4 separate regions of the Mus musculus genome follow, and regions 2, 3 and 4 are each linked to region 1. The links are chromatin contacts, called in public promoter capture Hi-C maps. All regions are on one chromosome and are shown on one strand. The core of a region is the stretch at or near the end of the contact, and the rest is flanking DNA. Distances in the headings are between cores, read along the strand shown.

Evidence for each region. Promoter capture Hi-C pulls out the DNA fragments that hold promoters and counts their contacts.
Region 2: a contact with region 1 is called in a promoter capture Hi-C map of liver, with 4 times the contacts expected there. The contact joins the promoter of Sun2 here to the promoter of Lgals2 in region 1. A contact is called at or near these places in 2 of 39 promoter capture datasets (both in liver).
Region 3: a promoter capture Hi-C map of liver shows a contact between it and region 1, with 2.2 times the contacts expected there. The contact joins the promoter of Tomm22 here to the promoter of Lgals2 in region 1. A contact is called at or near these places in 2 of 39 promoter capture datasets (both in liver) and 1 of 115 datasets of contacts at active chromatin or transcription factors (bone marrow-derived macrophages).
Region 4: a contact with region 1 is called in a promoter capture Hi-C map of pre-B cells, with 2.1 times the contacts expected there. The contact joins the enhancer-like site here to the promoter of Lgals2 in region 1. A contact is called at or near these places in 2 of 39 promoter capture datasets (hippocampal neurons and pre-B cells), 1 of 115 datasets of contacts at active chromatin or transcription factors (extraembryonic endoderm stem cells) and 1 of 9 other capture datasets (liver).

What each region holds. Positions count from the first base shown.
Region 1 is chr15:78,854,144-78,856,832 of GRCm38.p6, forward strand. It overlaps Lgals2 (lectin, galactose-binding, soluble 2), which reads right to left and starts at 1,386. Exons shown (of 4, transcript NM_025622.3): 1 at 1,329-1,386. The coding sequence starts at 1,334.
Region 2 is chr15:79,741,191-79,743,879 of GRCm38.p6, forward strand. It overlaps Sun2 (Sad1 and UNC84 domain containing 2), which reads right to left and starts at 1,346. Exons shown (of 18, transcript NM_001205345.1): 1 at 1,149-1,346. It overlaps Gm16576 (predicted gene 16576), which reads left to right and starts at 1,508. Exons shown (of 4, transcript NR_045069.1): 1 at 1,508-1,721; 2 at 1,893-2,040.
Region 3 is chr15:79,669,519-79,672,207 of GRCm38.p6, forward strand. Tomm22 (translocase of outer mitochondrial membrane 22) reads left to right here and starts at 1,350. Exons shown (of 4, transcript NM_172609.3): 1 at 1,350-1,490; 2 at 1,655-1,773; 3 at 2,379-2,496. The coding sequence starts at 1,374.
Region 4 is chr15:78,169,616-78,172,304 of GRCm38.p6, forward strand. The region is part of intron 1 of Ift27 (intraflagellar transport 27); the gene reads right to left. Among named protein-coding and RNA genes, the nearest start is that of Ift27, 3.1 kb to the right of the region's middle. Within about 2 kb of position 1,321, at least 29 of the 459 cell types and tissues checked have an H3K27ac peak or open chromatin away from gene starts, as enhancers often do. A contact at or near this core is called in pre-B cells, where this site is marked.

The DNA.
Region 1 (2,689 bases), core at 136-2,635:
AGGGAATAAACCTATCATCTAGTCCCCAGAGAGTGTCATGTGGTCCCATCTCATACACATCAGGGAGAACCAGCTGCCCGAGAGAGGGACATCAACTTGTCCAAAGTCACACCAGAAACTTCACAGGAGCCAGATCGGAACACAGGCTCTCGAGAGTGTGCCAATACTCTTGCAATATGTAGATATTAGCCACCTATGGTTTCATCTTGAGCCTCAGTTTCCCTCCCTCCATACTTCTCTCCCTCCCTTCTTCCTTTTCTCTTTCTCTCTTTTTTCTTTCTTTCTCTCTCTCTCTCTCTTTCCTTCCTTCCTTCCTTCCTTCCTTCCTTTTCTTCCATTCTCTCTCTCTCTCTCTCTCTCTCTCTCTCTCTCTCTCTCTCTCTCTCTCTCAACAGGATCTCAGTATGTAGCTGGAACTCATTATATACACCAGGCTGGCCTCAAACTCAGAAATCCCCCTGCCTCTGGCCTTTGAATCCTGGGCTTGCCAGTTGCGCCGTCACATCCAGTTTATGCAGTGCTGGAGATCAAACCCTGGGCTATATGCATGGTGGACAAGCACTTTACCCACTCAGCTTGTTCCATGCAGTTCCTCTGGAAGCGTGATATTTTCTGGTGCTGGAGTTCCAACCCAGGGCCTTGCACTGGCTAAATCACCGCACATGCTATATCGTTGGTCTGGGCCCTTCCCCCAGCCCCTGCCCTACAACTCTCATCTTTATGAGACTCAGTAGAGGTCGGCAGTAATAATTAATACGACTGTTGCTGTCCTCAAAGAGGGAAAGGAAAGTTCTGGCCCTGAACTTGGTGGTGACAGAGAGACAGACAGCTTCAATGCTAAGGGTTTGAGAGATTATCCACCAGTTTTCTTCTTTTAGTTTTAGAGACAGGGTCTCTCTACATAGCTCTGGCTATCCTGGAGCTCACTCTCTATAGACCAGGCTGGTCTTGAACTCAGAGATCCTCCTGCCTCTGTCTCCCTAGTGCTGGGATTAAAGGCATGTGTCACCAGCTTGGCAACCCAGCTTTCTTTTTGGTTCTCCGGGAGAAACTGACACAAAGAGAAGGGTGGCAATAATGGACCCCAGAAGCCGGGTGGTGGTGGCACTTGGGAGGCAGAGGCAGGTGGATTTCTGAGTTCAAGGCCAGCCTGGTCTAAAAAATGAGTTCCAGGACAGCCAGGGCTACACAGAGAAACCTTGTCTTGAAAAAACAAACAAACAAACAAATAAATAAACAAACAATGGACCCCAGAACCCCCCAACCCACACACTCTAGCAAAGACACATGAGCAGAAGGAAGTGGGTGCAGAGGGCCAGCATCCTCACCGACATGGTGACAGCTCCTGGCCACAGCTCTCCCAGTTGCTCCTAGAGGTTTGTGCTCAAGGTATCCCCTCTTGGTCAGGCTTATAATCCCAGAGTATTACACATTAACCACCCCGAGGCCATAAATAAGGACTTTGGACCTTTATCTCCTAATATCACCCGGTCTGTATATGCAGGCACTCACTCAACAAACAGGAAGATGGCTCCTCACTCACTCTGACTCGATCGTGAGCATCCCTCTGGCCCCGCTTCTGGCAATTCCTACCAGCCTCCGTGGTCAGTACTCCACAAAGCCCAAGGGAGGATGCCCTAGTGCCACCCCCACACAAACCACAAACACCCCGATCTTGGCAGGCCATCCAACCTCTTTGCTGAGCCCAGCTCCTACAACCACAAAAAGACAGGCTGGCTCTGTTAAAAGATGTCCAAGCTTCTAATTTTCAGTGTGTCTGTGAGTCATTCAAAGACTTTTTTCTCCCTTCTCTCATCCATGCTTTTTCTGATTATACATATAATTTGTTTCTTTTTTTTTCTTCTTGTGAAACAGAGTCTGACCATTTAGCCCAGGTTAGCCTTGGACTCTCTATTCTCACACTTCTGCCCCAAGTGCTGGGATTACAGGCAGGAAACACTATATCTGGCTGCACACATTTTGCTTCAAAAGTGGTAGATTCACATCTAGGGCCAGTGAGATGGCTCGACGGATAAAGGTGCCTGCTGCCAAGCCTAACCACCGGGGTTTGCTTCCCGGAGCTCACATGATGGAAGGAAAGAACCAACTCTTGCAAGGTGTCCCCTCTGACCTCCACACATGGACCATGGCACATGTGCACACACAAATAAGTATAACTGAAGTGCTTAAAAACGGGCGGAAGAAGATGCCAAAAGTCAACTATTCTGCGAGGGCTGGGTGGTTCAGTGGTGTGCTGTATCCTCAGGATGCATGCCCTGTGGCTTCCATCCCTGGCACCATGCACAAAAGAGCTTGGTTCTGCTGGGACACAGACCAAACGTGCAGGAGGGAACCCAAGGGTTCGGGACACTGGGGGTTTCTGTCCTTCGCCCTTTATGCCTATGAATTTTGTGGTAGTTGGGGTCCATATACACAATTAGATACTGTCAAGAGGAAGAAACCTGACGTAGTTCCTCTGCTGGGAGGGAACCTGTGCTGCCCGTCCTTCCAGTGGGTTTGTACCACAGACAGGTCTCTACAGTTGTTTATCCTACTTCATTTGGGAACACTGAGGCTCACAGATCTGCACTTCAGAATCAGATGTCGCTGGCTGTGAAACACTCCAGCTCTCCAAGGCTTAGTTTATAGAAGCCATGTCCTACCTCTGAGCACTACTTCATCTTAGTCT
Region 2 (2,689 bases), core at 96-2,595, 890 kb after region 1:
GACCACAGAAACCAGAAGGTCAGGTTCATCCAGCTAGAAAGACAAGTAGCCTCCTGTCTGGGCTAACTGGCATCTTCCCAGGTGGGATGCCCATCTGGCATCTCTCACTCTCTTCGACTGGTGTTGGTAAAGGGACCAAGTGGTAGTAGCCAAAGCAGGAAGTTGCCTTGGTCCTGGGTTGTATTCCAGTCCTTATAAGGTAGTTCCCCCCATGACTGCCACCCCCACCTGACAGCTCCAGATGCCCATATGCTCCACCTCTTAACCCCTGCCCCGCTGTAGCACATGAAGCCTTTGCCAGGGGGGAAAAGAGTGTAACATGTTTATACAGTGCCCACGCCGCTGTTGCAAGAATCTAAACGTTCTGAGTAGGTGGAGAGGTGGGGCACCGAACACTGCCCCGTGTGCCACCTCCCAGCACTCCCAGAGCGGTGTGGACCTTATCTTTATCTTTCATATTCATCCTGTTGTCACAAAATAGTTTGCCACAGCGGCCATCCAGATTACACAAGATGACAAAGGTCTACCGTGGGGAGCCGCTGAGATAGACACTCCTCCATCCCGCCATTAGTTACAAAACCCTCAAATAAAACATACTTTCCTACTGCAGAGCCTTGGTCCCGAAGATTCCCCTATCCTGGGGAATATTATACGTGACATTTCCACTCCATTTCCCCTGGGACACAAAAAAGTGCTCCAGGCGCTCACCCTCTGTCCTGGCTCTAAGTCACACCCCGGAGCGCGCTGGCTTTGTTTTGTTTTGGTTGGGTTTGGCTGTTTTGGAACTGAGCTAAAAGGGCCCTCCCCCGTACCCCATAACTGTGACAGGCAGCGGTGGCGCAGGCTGAGAACTTCCAGTGCCAGGACTCGGCCTGTGGCACAGCCCTGGTCCGGTTTGGGGCGGCTGGGTCTTGGCTGCCCTCCTCCCCGGAGGCTGCTGGGGAAGTCCCGCCTGGGGACAGCGCCCTCCCCGTGACCGCGATGCGTCAGGGCGCCGGCCCGCGAGTGTCCCGGGGCGTGCGTCGCGCAGGGGCTGGAGTGGCCCGGCCTGGCCGGACAGGGAGGCGCAGGCCCGCGCTTTGGCCGGACGGCGACCCGGGTCAGGCGGGCGCGGGGCCGTGGGGAGGCGGGCCCAATCCCTTCTTTACCTTGCGTGGTTCTTCCCGCGTCGGAGTCCCCCGGGCGGCGCCGCGCACTGGGCCGGGCCGGGCCCGGGGCTGGGGCTGAAACGCGCGCGGAGCGGAGACGCGGGACGGCGCGGGGTCGGTGAGCGGACAATGCGGCCGGCAGAGGACCGCGCTGCGCGAGTGGGGCAGGGCGGTGCGCGCGTGGCCGAGTGTGTATGTGTGCGCCTGTCAATCAACGCTGACAGCCCACAAGTCATTGGCCGGGCCCAGCCGGCCCGCCCCGCCCTCTGCCGCCGCCCATTGGTTGATTTGAACACAAAGGCTCCGGCTCGGCCCGCCCTCCGCGTGGGCCCTGTAGTCCGCGCGTGGGAGGCGGGGGCGAGTACGACCTCCAGGCTGTGGGACCCGAGCGTTCCCTCGCGCATCCGTGCCCACGCGCGCGCGGCGCCGGAGCTCTAAAGGCTTTAGGTGCGGGAGCACACAGGGTGTCATGAAATTGGCCCCAGGATAGGGTCCTGACGCGGCCCCGCGCGGGTGGTTTGGACGCTTACCAGCGTCAGCCGTGTCTGCCCATTTTAAAGACGAGGGAAACAGGTCCGTGGAAGTTTTTTTTGTTTCTTATAAAGAACCCACCCAGAGGGGAAGTTGAGTCTAGAAGATTAATACTATTTAATTTTAAGGTTGAATTTTAAATTCCAAGGTGGGCAGGATACCCATCTTCCCGCACCACCTATTTTTGTTGTTGTTTTTGTTTTTCCAAGACAGGATTTTACTGTCACGGAGATCCACCTACCCCTCTGCCTCCCAGGTGCTGAGATAAGAGTGCACCACCATGTCCAGTCAGAAACCCCAAGTTTGACAGCAGCTTTTCTGTTTTAAAGAAGGCTCCATCCACAGCTGGTTGCAAGAGAAGGTAGGGCTGGCAACACGGTTCTCCTACTTTCCTCCCCCTGGGATGAGTTCCTGACTCCACGGACCTGTCCCCTCCCACCACCACCCCATCTCTCTCTCTCTCTCTCTCTCTCTCTCAAACACACACACACCCCGCCCCCAGAAGATAAAGGAGTGCGACTGGGGATAAACCACTTCTGTTCAATATCTTCTAAGGATGATGAGATCCGGTGTCCTTCACTTTAAAATGCCAAGGGGGTGGGGGGAACTGGGACAAGAAAGACAGTGGTGGTTCACGCCTTTAATCCCAGCACTGGGGAGGCAGAGGCAGGCAGATTTCTGAGTTTGAGGCCAGCCTGGTCTACAGAGTGAGTTCCAGGACAGCCAGGGCTATACAGAGAAAGCCTGTCTCGAAAAGAAAAAAAAAAAAAAAAAAAAAAGCTGGTATCCAAAGGCAGTAGGAAACTGAGGAAATACACACACCCTCATTTTGGATTGGTTCCACTGCCAAATAAAACCAGATCCCCTTTCTAGACCTCCATTGTCCCATCTGGAAATGAGATGCTGTCTACCCTTACAGTATCTTTGGACAATTATGCTAACTATCTTCTTCTTCTTCTCCTTTTCCTTCTTCTTTTTTTAACTTTATTTTATTTAATTTATTTTTATTA
Region 3 (2,689 bases), core at 100-2,599, 820 kb after region 1:
GCCGAGCACGATGTTGCATGAGTTTAATCCCAGCACTTTGGAGGGAGAGGCAGGTGAATTTCTGTGCGTTGAATGTTTTCATAGAGAGTTCCAGGACAGCCAAGCCTGGAACTTAAAAAAAAAAAAAGTAATAATAATAGATCATGTTTGTGGCTCAGTTGGTAGAATAAAGGCCTGGTTTTGATTCCTGTGTGGTGACACACCTGTGGCCTTAGTTCGAGGTGGAGGCAGGAGGATCAGAAACTCAAGGTCATCCACAAAATGAGTTCAAGGCTAGCCTGGGCTACATGAAACCGTGCTTTTAATGTGTGTGTGGGCCCAGGGGTGGGGGGGAATGAAATGAATAAGTGGTTTAAAGATGCTTGCTGCTGCAGGGTGTGGTGGCCCACGCCTTTAATCCTAGCACTCGGGAGGCAGCGGCAGGCAGATTTCTGAGTTTGAGGCCAGTCTGGTCTACAAAGGACAGCCAGGGCTACACAGAGAAACCCTGTCTTGAAAAAAAAACCCAAAAAAATGCTTGCTGCTGAGTGTGAATTTGATCCCCAGGCCCCACGTGGTGGAAGAAAAGTGTTGTGAATATTCACCAGAGAAGACCGAGTAGACATGGGCTTTAAGCCATAGAAAATCTTTATTAGCCAGTGTTTAGGATCTCAGTATAGCCTAGCAAGCCTTTCTCAGAGTGAGCTTTTAAGCACACACTCGCACATACACACACACAACAAAAAACACGGAGTCAGTTGTGCTAAGGTCTGGGGCCCTGTTACAGAGAGGATCAACTGCAAGTGTCCTCTGACCTCCATAAGTACACATATTGCTCACTTGTGGTGGTGCACGCCTTTAATCCCCGTACTCGGGAGGCAGTAGCAAGTGGATCTCTGAGTCTACAGAGAGTTCCAGGACAGCCCAGGGCTATACAGAGAAACCTGGTCTCAAAAATTAAGCCGGGCGTGGTGGCGCAGGCCTTTAATCCCAGCACTCGGGAGGCAGAGGCAGTCGGATTTCTGAGTTCAAGGCCAGCCTGGTCTACAGAGTGAGTTCCAGGACAGCCAGGGCTACACAGAGAAACCCTGTCTCGAAAAACCAAAAAAAAAAAAAAAAAAAAATTAAATAAACAAAAACCAGATCTCTCTAAAATATGCAGTTTCGGAGCCAAGCCCAGACCCAACGGCACAGAATAGCTGAGAAGCACCCGCATCTCTCCCTGAACATACTCTTACAGTCAGTTGAAATTAAGAGGCTGGCGACACCAAGGGGGCGAGCTGGAGGAGACGCCAACGCTTTCTCTCTAGCCAGCCCGGCTCGCTTCCGGAAGACGCTCTGTCCAGGGGTGGGCCGCTTCGCCTGCTCTCTTCCGCTTCCGGTGTCCTACAGCCATGGCCGCCGCCGTCGCTGCAGCCGGCGCTGGGGAGCCTCTGTCCCCCGAGGAATTACTCCCGAAAGCCGAGGCAGAGAAAGCCGAGGAGGAGCTGGAAGAAGACGACGACGACGAGGTGCTAGGGCTGGCGGGGAGCGGGGCGAGGGCGGGCGGTTGGGGCGTGGACGCCGCGAGCCGAGAGGGCGGCTTCTCCGCGCGGCACGGAAGGGCCAGGCCCGGGGCTCGGCGGTTGCGGTGCTGCTGCCGCTTCACCGACGACCCACGCCTCCTCCACCACAGCTAGACGAGACCCTGTCGGAGAGACTCTGGGGTCTGACGGAGATGTTTCCCGAGAGGGTCCGGTCAGCCGCCGGAGCCACCTTTGACCTCTCGCTCTTCGTGGCTCAGAAGATGTACAGGTAAAAGGGCCGACGGAGAGCCACCGGGAGCGGGCATGGACGGGTGACGGGTGCTGTCAAAGGACAGCGGGCCTCGGGAGTCGCAGAGCAGAGTTTGAGTGACCTTGGATTCATTGTCATACCCCGAGTGTGGTTGGTCTTCTGCAGAAGGGAGTTCTTTTTTTTTTTTTAAAGATTTATTTATTTATTTATTATATGTAAGTACATTGTAGCTGTCTTCAGACACTCCAGAAGAGGGGGTCAGATCTTGTTACGGATGGTTGTGAGCCACCATGTGGTTGCTGGGATTTGAACTCTGCACCTTCGGAAGAGCAGTCGGGTGCTCTAACCCACTGAGCCATCTCACCAGCCCCAGAAGGGAGTTCTTAACCTGGCGGGGTCGTTATGAGACTAAGGTTACGTATATACGAGGCTTATAAGAATGCACTGTATCGCTAGGTAATTACTGCTCCTCTTGCCTCTGCCAGGACTCTGGGGGCAAGGAATTGGTAGGGTACGCTTTTAGAAGATCGAGGGCGGTACTGCACGTCCTGTTCCAGGTTCGGTCCTAGCCGGAGTGCCGGCTTTCCTTTTCATGACGCCTCATCCACTCTTTCCCTCTGCAGATTTTCCAGGGCAGCTTTGTGGATTGGGACCACTTCCTTCATGATCCTGGTTCTTCCCGTTGTCTTTGAGACAGAAAAGTTGCAGATGGAGCAACAGCAGCAACTGCAGCAACGGCAGGTGAGCACATGTTCTTCTTGGCGGTGGGCCAACCGCAGAGCCCCAGGAGATTGGCACTTAACCCCAAGTGGGAGCAGGTCCCTGTACTTTCAGGTACTTGGCAGTGTAGAATTTGCCTGCCCCTCATGTGTGACAGAAGGGACCGACGACTGGAACTATGCAGTATCTTAACAGTCTTTTTTTTTTTTTTTTT
Region 4 (2,689 bases), core at 71-2,570, 680 kb before region 1:
TTCCCCACAGATTGGCTTTGGTTAATTTCGTGAATCTTTCTGCTGACTGCCAGTCACCAAGGCTGGCAGCGGGACTCCTGTGTGGGCTGCGAGGAGGGATCTGAGCATGGAGAGGCGGAGGAACTGATAAACACACTCTAGGAGCAACAGGATGACAAGCGGAAAGCCAAACAGCACAGCTGAGAAGCAGGGCATCTGAGGGAGCCGGGGAAACCTCGAGAGCCTCTGAGCCCACGTGGTTGCTGGGTGCAGGGGGGTTTCCCCGGGGCTGCAGCAGGGGCTGGGGGACCAGACTGCCTTGGGAAGGCACCATGGGAGGCTACTCATGACCTCGTAATTAACTGCCATGTCCGGTGGCCACTCCTGGGCTCTCATTAGTGAACTCTCTAGATGGGGTGGTAGCCTGCAGCAATCCCCAACTGCCGTCCACACCCCAACCCACCCCCGTCGTGTAGTTGTGGGGACCCTGCAAGGCTCTATTCTGTCGCCATTGCCTGCTCCTCTGTGCCCCCCCCTCCCCACGTGTTCATCCTCTTCAGTTTTCCAATGGTGTATACTGCTGGGGTCTGTCCTCCATGCTCTGATCTTGGCTCTTCTGCCTCAGACCCTCCCCCTCATCTTAGTTTGGGGCTCATGCATGTGAGGAGAGGGCTCTGCTCCTGCTACATCCACAGCCCTGGCTTCTCTCATTCCTTGATCCTTGCTGCCCTAGGCCGGGTCCTTCCCAGCTGGCTGTGTTTTCAGCCCTTGTGGGGGCTTCTACTCTTTTCTGTAGTTTGACTGGCCACAGCCACCACCATGTCTCACCACAGACCTGAGTGATTTCTCTATCTCCTTCTGCTCATCATGCCGCCGTGGACCCGATATCCTCGCTGTCCGAGGATGCTGGGGATGTGGTCACTACCTCCTCCCCATCCTGCTGTCTCCTCTCCCGTCCTTCTGGTTCTGGGCTCTCTCTCAAGCCTACACTTTGGGCACTTGCCCCACAATCCAAGGTTGCCCCAGGAGCTCAAACATCATCTGTAGAGCTGGGAGCCCCCTCTTTGGGCTTCTCTCTGTCCGGCCCTGGAGGTGGTGATCCCTCTACCTGACTAACCCCAGTGCCTCTATGTGACAGTCACTGATGTAGAGCGTAGTTGTCGGGACTCACGTCTGTCCTGAACACAGAAATGGACTGGCTTGCACTTGGCTCTGGGGCTGTGCTGAGTCCTCTACCAGAAGAAACAGGTTCTGGCGGCGGCAGTGTGGCACGTGGTAACATTGCCCTAGTGTGACTGAGCTGAGTTCTGTCCCCGCCAGGCATCGCCCCTCCCCAGAGGCCTGTGCCTAGCTCAGTGACTTCCTTCCGGGTCTGCACCACCGCTGCATGTCTCTGCTCCTTCGGGCTGACTCCAGTCTCTCACGGTCACAAACTGATTCTGTCTTTAACTTTCTGTGACTCCCACGCCCAGCTCAGCCTCACCAGAGAGGCAGTCATAGAACAGACCGGCGGTGAGTCCTCTCATTCTCCCACAGCATGCATCCGTAGCTCTTCCATCAACTCCTAGGTGACCACTCCAACGGTCCCCAGCTGTCCCTTATAGATAATCCCAGCACTCGGGAGGCAGAGGCAGGTGGATTTCTGAGTTCGAGGCCAGCCTGGTCTACAAAGTGAGTTCCAGGACAGCCAGGGCTATACTGGTTTGAAACCCTGTCTCGAACCCCCCCCCCCCAAAAAAAAAGAAAGAAAGAAAGAAAAAAAGAAAGAAAAAGAAAGTCTGGACAGGCGTGCTTGCTCTTTCTTCCTTGGACCTCCCCCAGCCCCCCGCAACACACACACACACACACACACACACACACACACACACACACACACACACACACACACACACACACGCAATCCTCTTTCTAATCCAGCTCCAAATCCTGTCCTTTCTCTCTGTGCCACTTAAGGCCTCAGTGCTCTGTGGCCACTTTGCTACATCTGTAAGTTAGGCCAACAGCTTTTGTGAAGGACCCACTACAGAATGTTGCCAGAGTTAATGAACCAGTGTGTGCCGTGTTGGTGCACCTGGCTGTTGGTTCAATAAATGAAACACAGTTGCCTGTCAATGGTGCTCCCTCTCTCTGCCTCTCAAGCCAAAGAAGCCGCAGCTGTGTCTGAGGCACTCAGCAAAGGCTCATACAGTACACAAAGGGCCCATGAGTCACACACTTGCACTTCTGGGCTCTTCCTGGTGGGGGCGTGGGGCGACTGCAGCTTGCATGGTGACTCAATGTATTAGATGCTCAATAAACATCTGCTGAGTGACTATATGTGTGGACCGGTGATTATGTGAGCCTACAAGGAGTGAAAAGAAAAAGCCAGGGGAAGAGGAAGGGTGTGTGTGTGTGTGCCCTCGCGCGCGTGCGCATGTGCACTTAAGGGAGGTGTGGAGATTAGGAATCTGAATGTGGTTCCATTGGGGTCTGGTGGTCCCTGGATACTCCTAAGGGAAAAGAGCCTGGAGGTGGTTTTTTAGTTAGCCAGAAGCTGTAGCCTGTGGATCAGGGTCTTCATTGCTCTGGGCCTTGCTTGCCTCATCTTACATGAGAACTGGCTGGTAGCTTTGAGCATTTGGCCAGAAGACTGTGAGGGAGTGACAAGGGCCAGCATACAGCAAGTCTAAGCAGAGGGGCTCACCACAGGAGCTCCTCGAGAGCTAACCAG